4 separate regions of the Mus musculus genome follow, and regions 2, 3 and 4 are each linked to region 1. Evidence: chromatin contacts called from public Hi-C and HiChIP or PLAC-seq data. All regions are on one chromosome and are shown on one strand. The core of a region is the stretch at or near the end of the contact, and the rest is flanking DNA. Distances in the headings are between cores, read along the strand shown. Region 1 overlaps Gm36031 (a long non-coding RNA gene). Region 2 overlaps Frmd4a (FERM domain containing 4A). Region 3 overlaps Frmd4a (FERM domain containing 4A). Region 4 holds the start of Frmd4a (FERM domain containing 4A).

Evidence for each region. A called contact is a pair of places that touch in the nucleus more often than the background predicts. HiChIP or PLAC-seq counts read pairs in DNA pulled down with a chosen protein or histone mark.
Region 2: a Hi-C map of muscle stem cells shows a contact between it and region 1, with 2.1 times the contacts expected there. The contact joins two enhancer-like sites. A contact is called at or near these places in 6 of 484 Hi-C or Micro-C datasets (the N1E-115 cell line, cerebellum, cerebral cortex and 2 more) and 2 of 115 datasets of contacts at active chromatin or transcription factors (bone marrow-derived macrophages and craniofacial prominence).
Region 3: an H3K27ac HiChIP or PLAC-seq map of oligodendrocyte precursor cells shows a contact between it and region 1, with 8 times the contacts expected there. The contact joins two enhancer-like sites. A contact is called at or near these places in 3 of 115 datasets of contacts at active chromatin or transcription factors (microglia, oligodendrocyte precursor cells and pancreatic cancer cells).
Region 4: an H3K27ac HiChIP or PLAC-seq map of neural progenitor cells shows a contact between it and region 1, with 22 times the contacts expected there. The contact joins the promoter of Frmd4a here to the enhancer-like site in region 1. A contact is called at or near these places in 1 of 15 datasets of contacts at CTCF or cohesin (the NIH/3T3 cell line), 10 of 484 Hi-C or Micro-C datasets (cerebellar granule neurons, cerebellum, cerebral cortex and 5 more), 8 of 115 datasets of contacts at active chromatin or transcription factors (astrocytes, differentiating embryonic stem cells, embryonic forebrain and 4 more) and 1 of 9 other capture datasets (pancreatic islet).

Annotation. Positions count from the first base shown.
Region 1 is chr2:3,814,825-3,817,530 of GRCm38.p6, forward strand. It overlaps Gm36031 (a long non-coding RNA gene), which reads left to right. Exons shown (of 5, transcript XR_373951.3): 4 at 610-804. Among named protein-coding and RNA genes, the nearest start is that of Gm36031, 8.3 kb to the left of the region's middle. Within about 2 kb of position 1,402, at least 44 of the 459 cell types and tissues checked have an H3K27ac peak or open chromatin away from gene starts, as enhancers often do. A contact at or near this core is called in cerebellum, cerebral cortex, cortical neurons and 4 more, where this site is marked.
Region 2 is chr2:4,317,027-4,319,732 of GRCm38.p6, forward strand. All of the region lies in intron 1 of Frmd4a (FERM domain containing 4A), which reads left to right. Among named protein-coding and RNA genes, the nearest start is that of Gm23691, 63 kb to the right of the region's middle. Within about 2 kb of position 1,320, at least 63 of the 459 cell types and tissues checked have an H3K27ac peak or open chromatin away from gene starts, as enhancers often do. A contact at or near this core is called in muscle stem cells, where this site is marked.
Region 3 is chr2:4,283,893-4,286,598 of GRCm38.p6, forward strand. The region is part of intron 1 of Frmd4a (FERM domain containing 4A); the gene reads left to right. Among named protein-coding and RNA genes, the nearest start is that of Gm39752, 38 kb to the left of the region's middle. Within about 2 kb of position 1,374, at least 39 of the 459 cell types and tissues checked have an H3K27ac peak or open chromatin away from gene starts, as enhancers often do. A contact at or near this core is called in oligodendrocyte precursor cells, where this site is marked.
Region 4 is chr2:4,151,462-4,154,167 of GRCm38.p6, forward strand. It overlaps Frmd4a (FERM domain containing 4A), which reads left to right and starts at 1,402. Exons shown (of 23, transcript NM_172475.3): 1 at 1,402-1,649. The coding sequence starts at 1,617.

The sequences.
Region 1 (2,706 bases), core at 152-2,651:
GAACTATCTCTTGCTACTCTTGGTAGCTAGTATAATTTACAGTTATACTGGAATATAATGGGTCCATATGATGAAGGCGTTGCTCCCTGTGTGGCACTATGGGGTGGAAGTAGAACCTTTTAGGGGTGGGGGAAGGGCCTAATGGAAGCGATTTTGCTGTTTTTAAGGCGAGGTCTTGGTGTGCAGCTCAAGCCACTTAATACTTGCTAGGTAGCCCAGGCTGGTCTTGAACACACAGCAGGTCTCTGTTCTCTTTGAGTGCTGGGACTGCAGGTGTGCACCAGAAGCTGCCTCCAGTGGCGGTGCTCAGGCCTCTTCAAAGAGGACAGTAGATGGCACCTCAGCCCCTTCCCCTTTCTTCTGCCTTTGCACCATAAGTGGATAGCTCTGCCCTACCACACGCTCCCCGCCATGAGAGGACTAGATGCAACAGACCCTAGAGCAATAGTAACCAATGCAGACCCCCAAACCTAAATATATCTTTGTAAATGGAGCTTTTCTTTCCTCTTTGTAAGTAGATCATCTCAGATATTTATGCTAGTGGCAGAAAGCTAACAGTGACCTCTGAGCCACAATGATACCATCCCCTTCTGTGAATCCTTGGACCAGGTGCATCTGATTGGATCTGGTCACAGAAGATACTTTGCGAAGTATTCGGATGAATCAACAACCGAGAATCACCGCCAGGAAGGAGGAACTGCCACACCTTCCTTTGTTTATGTTTCCTAGCTGTGGCCTACACAAACCCACATTCAGCCTGACAGAGAGCGGGATCGGTGCTTTCCGGAACCTACTGAAAAACTGGTATTATGATTATATTTTCATGTTCCAGACTTATTGAAATGGCTTTTAGTCCCTATGCTAAGGTCAAAGGTTTAATGGATGCTTAAAAAATCTATTATTTTTATTTCCTACATTTGAGTATTTGCCTGCACATGTGTATGTGTACCACGTGTATCGCTGATGATGGCAGAGTCCAGAAGAGGGTGTTGGATCCCCTGCAGCTGGAGTCACAGATGGTTGTGAGCCTCCTGATGTGAGTGCTGAGAACTGAACCCAGGTCCTCTGGAAGAGCAGCAAGTGCTCTTAACTACTGAGCACCTTATAGGTGTCTAATAATACTTTTTAATCACGTGACATTTTGCTCAAGTCTTCTTTAAACTAGTATGTTGGCTTATATTTACCCATTCTCAATTTTCTTAGTTTTCCAGGAAGGGAGAAAAACCCACTTTTAACATTTTAAATTTAAATTTAAATTTAAATTTTAACATTTAAATGAATACTAGCCTTCAAAGAAACTCTAATAATCACAAGGTAAGAGGTAAATATGGGGGTGAACAGCAACAGCGAGCAGTAGACAAGTAACTCAACACTAGAGGTCCCTCTCTTCTTAAGATCTAAAGGCCTGCCCTGTCTGGGATCTTAGCCAGCTTCAGTGGCTTCTGACTGGGAACAGAAAGTGAGGAGCAAAGGAAATCTGAACCAGAGAATTCTTTGTGGCATTGCAAATTAGATCTCAGGCAGCAGAGGCCTGCATCACTGAGTTCTGGCTCGCCCACAAAGTATTTGCTCCCCAACTCTCAGCCCCAGCTTCATTTTGTTCTATTTCTATCTGCTTCTTAATTTAGCCATGTGACTGCATTCAAACCCTTTTATCTCGTCCCCATCTGGAAGGCAATCTGGGTTGGTCCTGAATTTTTATTCCTGTGGAATAGAAGAGAGTGACAGAGTCCCCACTGCTCCTCCGAGGGTCACTGCGATGCCGAGGTGAACTGAGGGATTTCACAGATCAGGTGGCAAGGGCTCATGGCAGACAGGAAGAAGCTGACATTATTCACACGCAGCTAGCAAGTCAGAGAAATGAGGGCTTAGATGAGGGCTGTTGTTTTCCAGCAAGGGCCAGTGTCTGGCAGGCAAAGAACTAAGGAGACAGTCTCGTGAGAAGGCCAGAGCTTGCTTTTAAAACCGGGAAGACAATGGCGACCAATACTGGGAAGGAAATGGAAAGATCACATAGGAAAGGAAAGCTCTCTTCTTCGTCTTAGTAGTGTCACCTCCGGTGAAGAAGGGGACACCGAGGGTGACAGTCTCTTTGGAGGTCTCCATGATGCTCATGTTTTTCTTTTTAATGTTGTGTGAAATTTTAGCTTCATTGTGAAGTCTAGACAGAGCCTGGTCCTTTCTCTGTGTCTGTCTCCCAGAGGCTTCTGTTTTCTTCTACAGACACACATACCTCAGCATCCTTTGTGGCCTGGTGGTGGAGCTGGAAGCAGCATTGGACACTCTGTAGTGACCAGAAGTAGTGTGTGTGTGTGTGGTATTTGTGTGGTGTGTGTGGTATGTGTTTGTGTGGTGTGTGTGTGTGTGGGGGTGTGGTGTGTATGCTTGTGTGGTGTGTGTATGTGTGTGTGGTGTGTGTATGTGTGTGTGGTGTGTGTGTGTGCTTGTGTGGTATGTGTGTGTGTGGTGTGTGTCTGCTTGTGTGTGGTACATGTGTGTGTATGTGTGCTTTATGTGGTGTGTGTGTGTGTGTGTGTGTGTGTGTGTGTGTGTGGTGTGTCTGTGCATGCAAGCACTTGTGCAAGGCTCATGGTGACTCTGGAAGGAGGTCCAGAAAATTTAGTCAAAACAACGTTACAGTCTAGAAATGGGATCATAAACTCTGGGGACTAGAGGATAAGTCCTTGGCCTTGGAAGCTCCTTTCT
Region 2 (2,706 bases), core at 70-2,569, 500 kb after region 1:
GTGGTCAAGGTCTCAAATATCACACATAAATCATTGTTCTCTCTCTCTCTCTCTCTTTCTCTCTCTCTCTCTCTCTCTCTCTCTCTCCATCAACTATCAATAATTATCTTTACTATGACTAGCTTATATGACCATTCAGGATGAGATCAGTAGCAACTGTGTAACTCACCCCATGACAAATAAAATCCACGATGCTGGTTGGTGGTCATAGGTAACCAGAAGGGACTCAGCACACTGAGGTGGCCCTTTCTGAAATGCATTACTTCCTTGGATACTGTGGACACTTAAGAGTGTTCCCTCCCTCTCTAGTGCCCACCAAGGTCTAGGAGACATTCCTATGAGCCAAAGTAGGAGGGAACCATACAGACCTAAACCATCTAAAGCCCAGAAAACTCCGGAATTTTCAAAAGCAATCGTGGATCTTTCCAGATTCTGTCTAATCTTACAGAAGTCCTCAACACAGATTAGAAGCAGACTGTGCTTGCATATATTCATCTCCTCTGTATATTGAACAAATACCAAATAAGTAGGCTTGAGACTACACATTAGCAAGCTGTCACGTTAGCTCCTAACTGCGTGCATGCATGCGTGCTTGTATGCTTGTGTGTATGTGTGAATGTGCATGTGTGCCTCTGTGTGTGTGTACACGTCTTAGCATGTGCACAGAATTCAGATGGACATTGGTTGTTCTGCTTTGTGAGGCTCCCCTTTATTCCCTAAGATGGTCTCTCCCTGAGACTGAAGCTCTCCATTTCAACTGAGCTGGCTGGATTCATGGCTGGCTGAGATTTCGTGGTCTCTGTCCTCCAACTCTCAATTGGAGACACTCAGATCCCCGCTTCTATGCGTGTGCTGGGAATTTGTCTGAACGCAGGTCCTTATGCATACACGGCAAGCACTCTTACCCTCTGAGACATTTCCATAGTCTTTCCATATCATTTTTTTATCCTGTCCCCAATATACTTGTTTTTGTTGCATGGAGAGGAGGGGAAGGGAAGCCCTAAGTGTTTGTTTTGCAGTCACAGATGACAGTAAGTCCTCTTGCTTTAGGGTGTAATTCTTTTTTCCTCTTTCCTTACAGCTGTGACCTAGTTAATTGTAGGTGGGAATCAAACGCCCAAATCATCAGGCTTTTGGCTTGGCTTAGGATCTTGCTGTTAAGTGGTAGGATGTCCTCCTTAATGACAGGAAGTCGGGTCCCCTGATCAGCAACATTTGTGTTCTTTGAGCTCAGAGATAAAGAACTGGGTGTATAAGGCTGTGGTTTCCTTGTGGTCAGGGACAAGAGTCAAGGGATAGATGAGTCTGTGACCCATGGATGAATCACTCCTGCCAAAACAGTTGAAATGTTCATCTCAGTGTTCTGGCCTGGAGTCCTCCAGTCCATGTGGACAAAGGAGAGAATGACTCACTCACTGTCCTTTTATGGCTTCATTGCTAATGTTGAGCATCCTATAGACCAGAATATGATATCATTAAGAAGCCACTTTAGCCGGGCGGTGGTGGCACATGCCTTTAATCTCAGCACTTGGGAGGCAGAGACAGGCAGATTTCTGAGTTCGAGGCCAGCCTGGTCTACAAAGTGAGTTCCAGGACAGCCAGGGCTACACAGAGAAACCCTGTCTCGAAAAACCCCCAAAAAAAGTGAGTGACGACTGTAAAGGCAGGAATGTAACACAAATAAGCCAGGTGTGCTGGCACATGCCTTTAGTTCCAGCACCTAGGAGAGAGGCAGGTATCTGTGAGTTTGAAGCCAGCCTGGTCCACAAAATGAGTTCCAGGACAGCCAGGGCTACACAGAGAAACCCTGTCTCGAAAAAAAGAAGAAGAAGGAAGAGGAAGAAGAAGAAGAAGAAGAAGAAGAAGAAGAAGAAGAAGAAGAAGAAGAAGAAGAAGAAGAAGAAGAAGAAGAGGAGGAGGAGGAGGAGGAGGAGGAGGAGGAGGAGGAGGAGGAGGAGGAGGAGGAGGAGGAGGAGGAGGAGGAGCCTTTAGGGCTGAGGATGTTGAGTGCTCATTTAGCATTCGTGGAGCTGCAGGCTCTGCCTATCCTTGCATGATTTAGTCATGGTGGTATATACATATAATCCAAGTTCATCTTCAGTTACATATAGATTTTGAGGTCGGCCTGGGCTACATGAGATCCTGTCTCAAATAAAAACAAACAAACAAAGGAGGAATTGTTGAATAGTTCAGTTGGTAAAGATTTGTCCTGCAAACATGAGGACCTGAGTTTGGCTCCCAGAGCCTATGTAAAATCAGCTAAGCATGGTGGTATACTCCTATAATCTTATCAATGGTTAGATGGTAGCAGCCAGATCCCTAGGGCTCATGGGCCAGCCAGCTTAGCCTACTTGCATAGCTTCAGGCCAGTAAGAGACTATCACAAAAGACAAGGTGAACAGCCCCTGGGGTATTTCCTGAAGGACAAATCTTGAGGTTTTTTTTTTTCCTCTGGCCTACACACACACTTTAATATGCACCTGCACACACATGAACATACATTCATACACACAAGTAGAAAAGAAACAAGAACTCTAGAATCCTAGCAAGAATCTATTGAGTCACATATGAGAAAGTTCAGAGTCGTTTTAGCAGTTTCCAGGCAACTCTGAGTGTCCCCATGGCTGGCAGAAAACTTCAACACCATGAGTGAGAGGAACTCATGTAACATACAGTGACCTTGAGATCTATTGGACAGTGATTCTC
Region 3 (2,706 bases), core at 124-2,623, 470 kb after region 1:
GAGCCCCCAACATCAACACTGCACCTCCACATACATGTGTACACACACGCATTAGCAAAACTATGCACACATGCAAATCATACATCACATATGCATACCACACGTGGGTAATCCTAGCACACGCTTGAGGATGTTATCCTAAGTGAATAAGCCACTCACCAGAAGCCAAGGATGGTATGTCACTCATAGGGCATCTGTAGACAAATAAGATGCATAAAAAGCAGAATGTAGGACTTTACATGGGAGGGGCATTGAAAGAGGAGAAATGGAAAGACATAAAGAATTGGTGTTTAATGGTATGGCAGTTCCATTTGACAAAATCACCATTTCCAGGGCTGGACAATGGTGATACTCTGATATATAACTGGACAACATATAGCTGGGCACACACACACATATGATAAGAATGGATTTAGTGATGTGAAGAACATTCACAACTTAACGGAGTTGACATGAGGCTGGAGAGGTGGCTCAGGGAGGAAGCAAACTTGCTGAAAACGTATGAAGCCCTGACCTGAATTCAGCTCTCCAGGCTATGCTTGCCTGTAACCCCAGAAGGCTGGTGAGGGTAGGGATGGAACCAGAGACAAGAAGGTCCCTGAGGTTTGCCAATCACCAGCATAGCAGGCAAAAGCAAAATAGCCACCTTCAGATTTAGTTCTGTCTCAAGGGAATAACATGGGGAGTGAGCGATTGAAGAAGAAACACCCAACATCCCTCTCTAGCCTTACATACATACTTACACACACACACACACACACAAGCACACACACAAACACACTCTTACCACACACACCACTACAAAAAGAAGTCAAAGTAGCAATTTTGTGTCATGTGTATTTTACTACAATTTTTTAAAAAATGCTTGCATGAATAAAAGGGGTACATTTTAGAAACAGAAAAGAATTTCCAATTTTTATGAGTATTCTACCTGACAGATGCTGCAGGACTTGACCCAGAGATTAAATCTATTTCTGAGATGTTTATCTACCCTTGCATGGTGGGGGTGTAGAAGGAGCAGGGAAGATCGTATGGGATCTAATAATATTCGGGGGGAAAAATTTAGTTCCCTCCAACTTCATTTCCTTGTTTTCCACAAGACTGTGTGTTTCTCTGTCGTGGTGCACAGAACAAGGTCTGATGCGTCCTTCACAAAGAACCATTGATGGCGTGTCTGTGTGAATTGCCCTGGCTTTGGTCACAGCCAAGTTCTGCGGGACCCACTGCCCCTCGTTCGACAATACACTCCACTGTGTGTAGCCATTTATGAAAGGTCAGAAATGAACTGAGAAATGGCTGGAGTCAAAAACATGTGGCCCTATAAATATCAGAGTCAGACGGCTTCAGGCATTTCCCCAGTCTCGTTTCTGCTCCATTCAGCTGTCTCCGCAAGCCTCTGCTGAGGTGCCTGGCATTTTGTGGGCACCTTACTTTGTACAGTTCTGCAGAGGAAGCTACCTTCTTCACTTGCTGCCCTTCTTGCCCAGCCCAGTAGCATAGAACCATTAATAGAGTTGTTTTGATTTGTTTTTGTTTTTTAAGTTAGAATTTCTTCTCGGGAGCCCTGGCAGCCCGTTCTGCAATGCTCTGTCTTATTTTAAGATTTTCCACTTTGCATTAGTAGCGACTTTGCCTAGTTACCGACCTGACACCAAAGGTGTTCTGTGAGCTGAAGGGTTTGCAGATTTGGGCTCCGTGAGTCCTATTGGGACATTGACCATGACATTAGCTGCCAGACTGGATGACTTCGAGATGACACTGGAGCACCTGTTCATGGATGTGTTTGTAAGTAAAAGCTTTCCATTCCCACATGCAAGGATTGTCCCTGCAATCCCAAATAGGGATTGTGTCCCCATATGAACAGAAGCTTCTAGCTTGCAATTGTGCTGTTTCTACTCCAATATACAGAAGGGGAAGTTGGGGTGGGGTGGGGTGGGGTGGGGTGGGTATTGTTCCTAAATGTCCAGTGACACAGAACTGCCCACATGGATCAATGCCACACCACTGGCAGAGGTGTGGCATTTTGAATGAAGTCAGCTCTAGAGGTCTAAATGAATGGGCGGAACAGAGAAAACAACACTTCCCACTACCCCCGCAGAGATCAAACCACTTCTGTTTGCGTTCCCTGGAGGAATCAGATTTGTTTGTGAAGCAATCATTCCAGAGGGCTGGGGGTATGGGGTGGGCAGTGAGGAATTCACAGTGCTCAAAACACTGGTGATTCCATGTAGAGAAATGCAGATTACTAGGTAGTGCCACAAATCACACTGTCCACAGAAACTGGTTTCATATGGGTTCTCCAGGAATTTGTTTGATAAGATGAAGCTGTTTGGTTTGATTTATTTTCCTTTAAAGAAAAGGGCAACCGACAGGGAACACACACACACACACACACACACACACACACACACGCACCTCTTCCCACAATGATTTTCTGAATTTTAGCAAAAGCCATGTCAACAAAGTCACTCCCCCAGCCCAGCCACCGGGGCTCCTTACACTTTGGGCTCTCACTATGGGGCACAGGTCTGCTCTCTGTGGGTCACTGATGGTGAACAGGGACTGCAGAAGCAGAGGCTTGCAGGTGGCAATGCAGCTGGAAGGTGTTGGCCTGTGCTCTTTCCAAGAACAACAGTTGTTCTGCCAGGGGAGACGGCCGCAGCGCTTGCTGTGAGGGCACACCGTCTGTGTTTAAAATGAGGAAAG
Region 4 (2,706 bases), core at 152-2,651, 340 kb after region 1:
TTAGCCCATGGTTTTGAGAACTAGTGGAGGAAAAGTGGATTAATACATGGTTGAGGGTGTAGTGAAGGAAGACTGAGTAAGAAGGTCCACCTGCAGCTTCATCTTGGAGCTGTGTTGGGAGTCGGGTATAAGAGAAGCAGGTAAAAAGAGGGACAGGTCCCATTCCAGGGACAAGAGACAGATGGCGGTAGGTGTAAATGCCATAGGTCAGCTCACGTCTGCTGTGTGCATCAAATGTATGTATGAATATGCCCTCAAGCTCTTGCAAAGACATGGGTGTTCTTAGGTATGGTGACACACTCATTCATGGAGGGGCAGGTTTTGAATTCTTACCACACAGATAACCCTTCAAGCTGAAGGAAGTACATCTGTTCAGGTTCATTCCATTCCAGTTCATTCCATTACACTCCTCTTTGGTATGTTTCTTCCATTGTCTGCTTTTTCCAAGTTGCTGGCAATACTAAATGAGATACCTAGTTTTGGCAGTATAATACACACACACATACATATGCACAAACATACACACAAACACCACATGCACACAAAATCCCCCATTATGCCATAGACACCCATTTATACATATATACACAGACAGGCATGTACACATAATCTCCATTATGCCATACATACTATATACACACTACACTACACACACCATCCACACACGCTACACTTACACACAAGTCCTCATAACACACATACGCAAGGAACCCCCATTACAAATCAAACATACTATACATACATACTACCCACATTATGCACATACACATACACACACACAACTCCTTATAGCACATACCCACACATACATAGCTCCCAAATAACACACACACACACACACACACTGTTTAATGCTCAGCCTCTCTGGAATAGAATCCATACATTTGATTTTGAAAGTTTTCTGGAGAAGGTGTGTCCAAACATCTGATCAAACATCAAAAATTCCAGTTCCCTGTCCAGATGTTGTGTCTACACTGGGTTTAACAAATGGTTATTTTGAAATATGTAAGTGACACGATTTTTTTTTCTGCTTTCTGCATATGGACCAGAAAACCATCTGAATAATGGTGTCAACTGATTCCATTCAGGATCCCCCTTTCTAATGAAAGACGAATAGATGGATGGATCTACTCTCTCACTCCTGAGAGAGCACGCTGCCTAGTGAAGCCGAGAGGCTGGGAGCGCCAGGCAGCAGCAGTTCTGTTTGCCTCTTCTGTTTTGGGTGAGCTGCCCTGTAGTTTGTTCAGACCACTTTTCTTGGCTCAAATACAATACCTAAGACAGAGATCATTTGTCAAGTGAGCACGGTACACTGAGAGCTGTAGGCAGATTATGGAAAGAGAGAGGGAGGAGAGAGAGGGAGGAGAGAGCACCGGAGAGAAGAAAGAGGGGGAAGAGGGCGAGGAGTGGAGCAGACTTCTCCCCGTACATCCTTTCTCGGGCACCTCAGGCACCAAGAATTCAAGTTAGACTGCTCGCGGTGCAGAGGCGCCACCCGCGAGAGGGGAGCCACTGGAGGCTCCAGGCATGGCTCTTTTCATGTGGGATGCTTAAGGACTGCAACACAGACAGAGTAACTTGCAGAGAAGAGAAACTGGCATGAGGATTCCGCCAAAATGGAAGGGCTCCTATCTCCGATGAGAACCAAGGTAAGGGGGACTAAACCCTGGTTTCTTTGCGCGCTCCTTGGTGGTTTAGGGAAGGCTCACTGAAAAGGAAGATTATACTAGCTTTTGTCTCGTTTCGGAACTAGGCTGGCGAATGCAACTGGACCTCTCAAAGAATAGCTTTGCCTCCAAGGCAGAGCTACTACAATCAGTGAAAAGGGGAAGGGGGCGGGGGGCCATCTGTCAGCGTGGACAATGGGAATCTTAGTAAATGAGTTTGCCTCTCGGTTGATTAGACAGCCATATTTTAGCAGGATTTCCAATCATTCTTGCTTTGGGACCGGAGCTGCCCTCCAGCTGTTGGTGTGCTTGCAGGAAGTACGGATTTCTCTGGCTGCGCTGATGTTTCGCAGGATGAGTCCCGCTTTTAAGGCAAAGAGCATGCCCAGCTTTCACTGGAACATCCTCTGGGCTCCTCCTCCGGTTCAGAGCGGAGGATGGGGAAGCCTCTCTATTGAAAGTAGGTTAATGCATTCTGGAGAGCGTTTTGTTCTCAGAAAACTCGCCGACCTGAACAAGAGATTTCAGGGCAGCGCTAATCAAACACACCTTGAACTTGTTCCGGAAGCCTATAGAAAAAAGCTCCAGGAGACTGATCCCAACCTCGTGGACATTTTTCTCCTTGGTTGGAGTTTGCTTTTTACTTGAAAAGGACTGCCTTGTACATGGACTTTCCCAAGGAAAGCTCAGATGAAGAAAGGGCTACTGAATTCATGCATAACTTTGAACAGAGGCTGAAAGTTTTAAATAACGCTAGCAATATTATTTTTCTTAATTGATTAATTTTAAAATTTAGGAGGCAAATAGCTCTTTAAACATATAACAGTGGTGAAATCAATAGGATCAGGCTTTTATTTAACTCGTTTCTTTGATGTTCAGCTAGGGTTAAAAAACAAATAGAGCCTTTTGTCAAGGAAGTGGTCTTGGTTGTTTTCTTGTTGTTTTGTTTTTGTTTGTTGTTGTTATTGTTGTCTGCCCCTTCTAGTTAAGGGGCATGACTGTGACACTTTGAGACAACATTGGAATGTTGGGACATGCA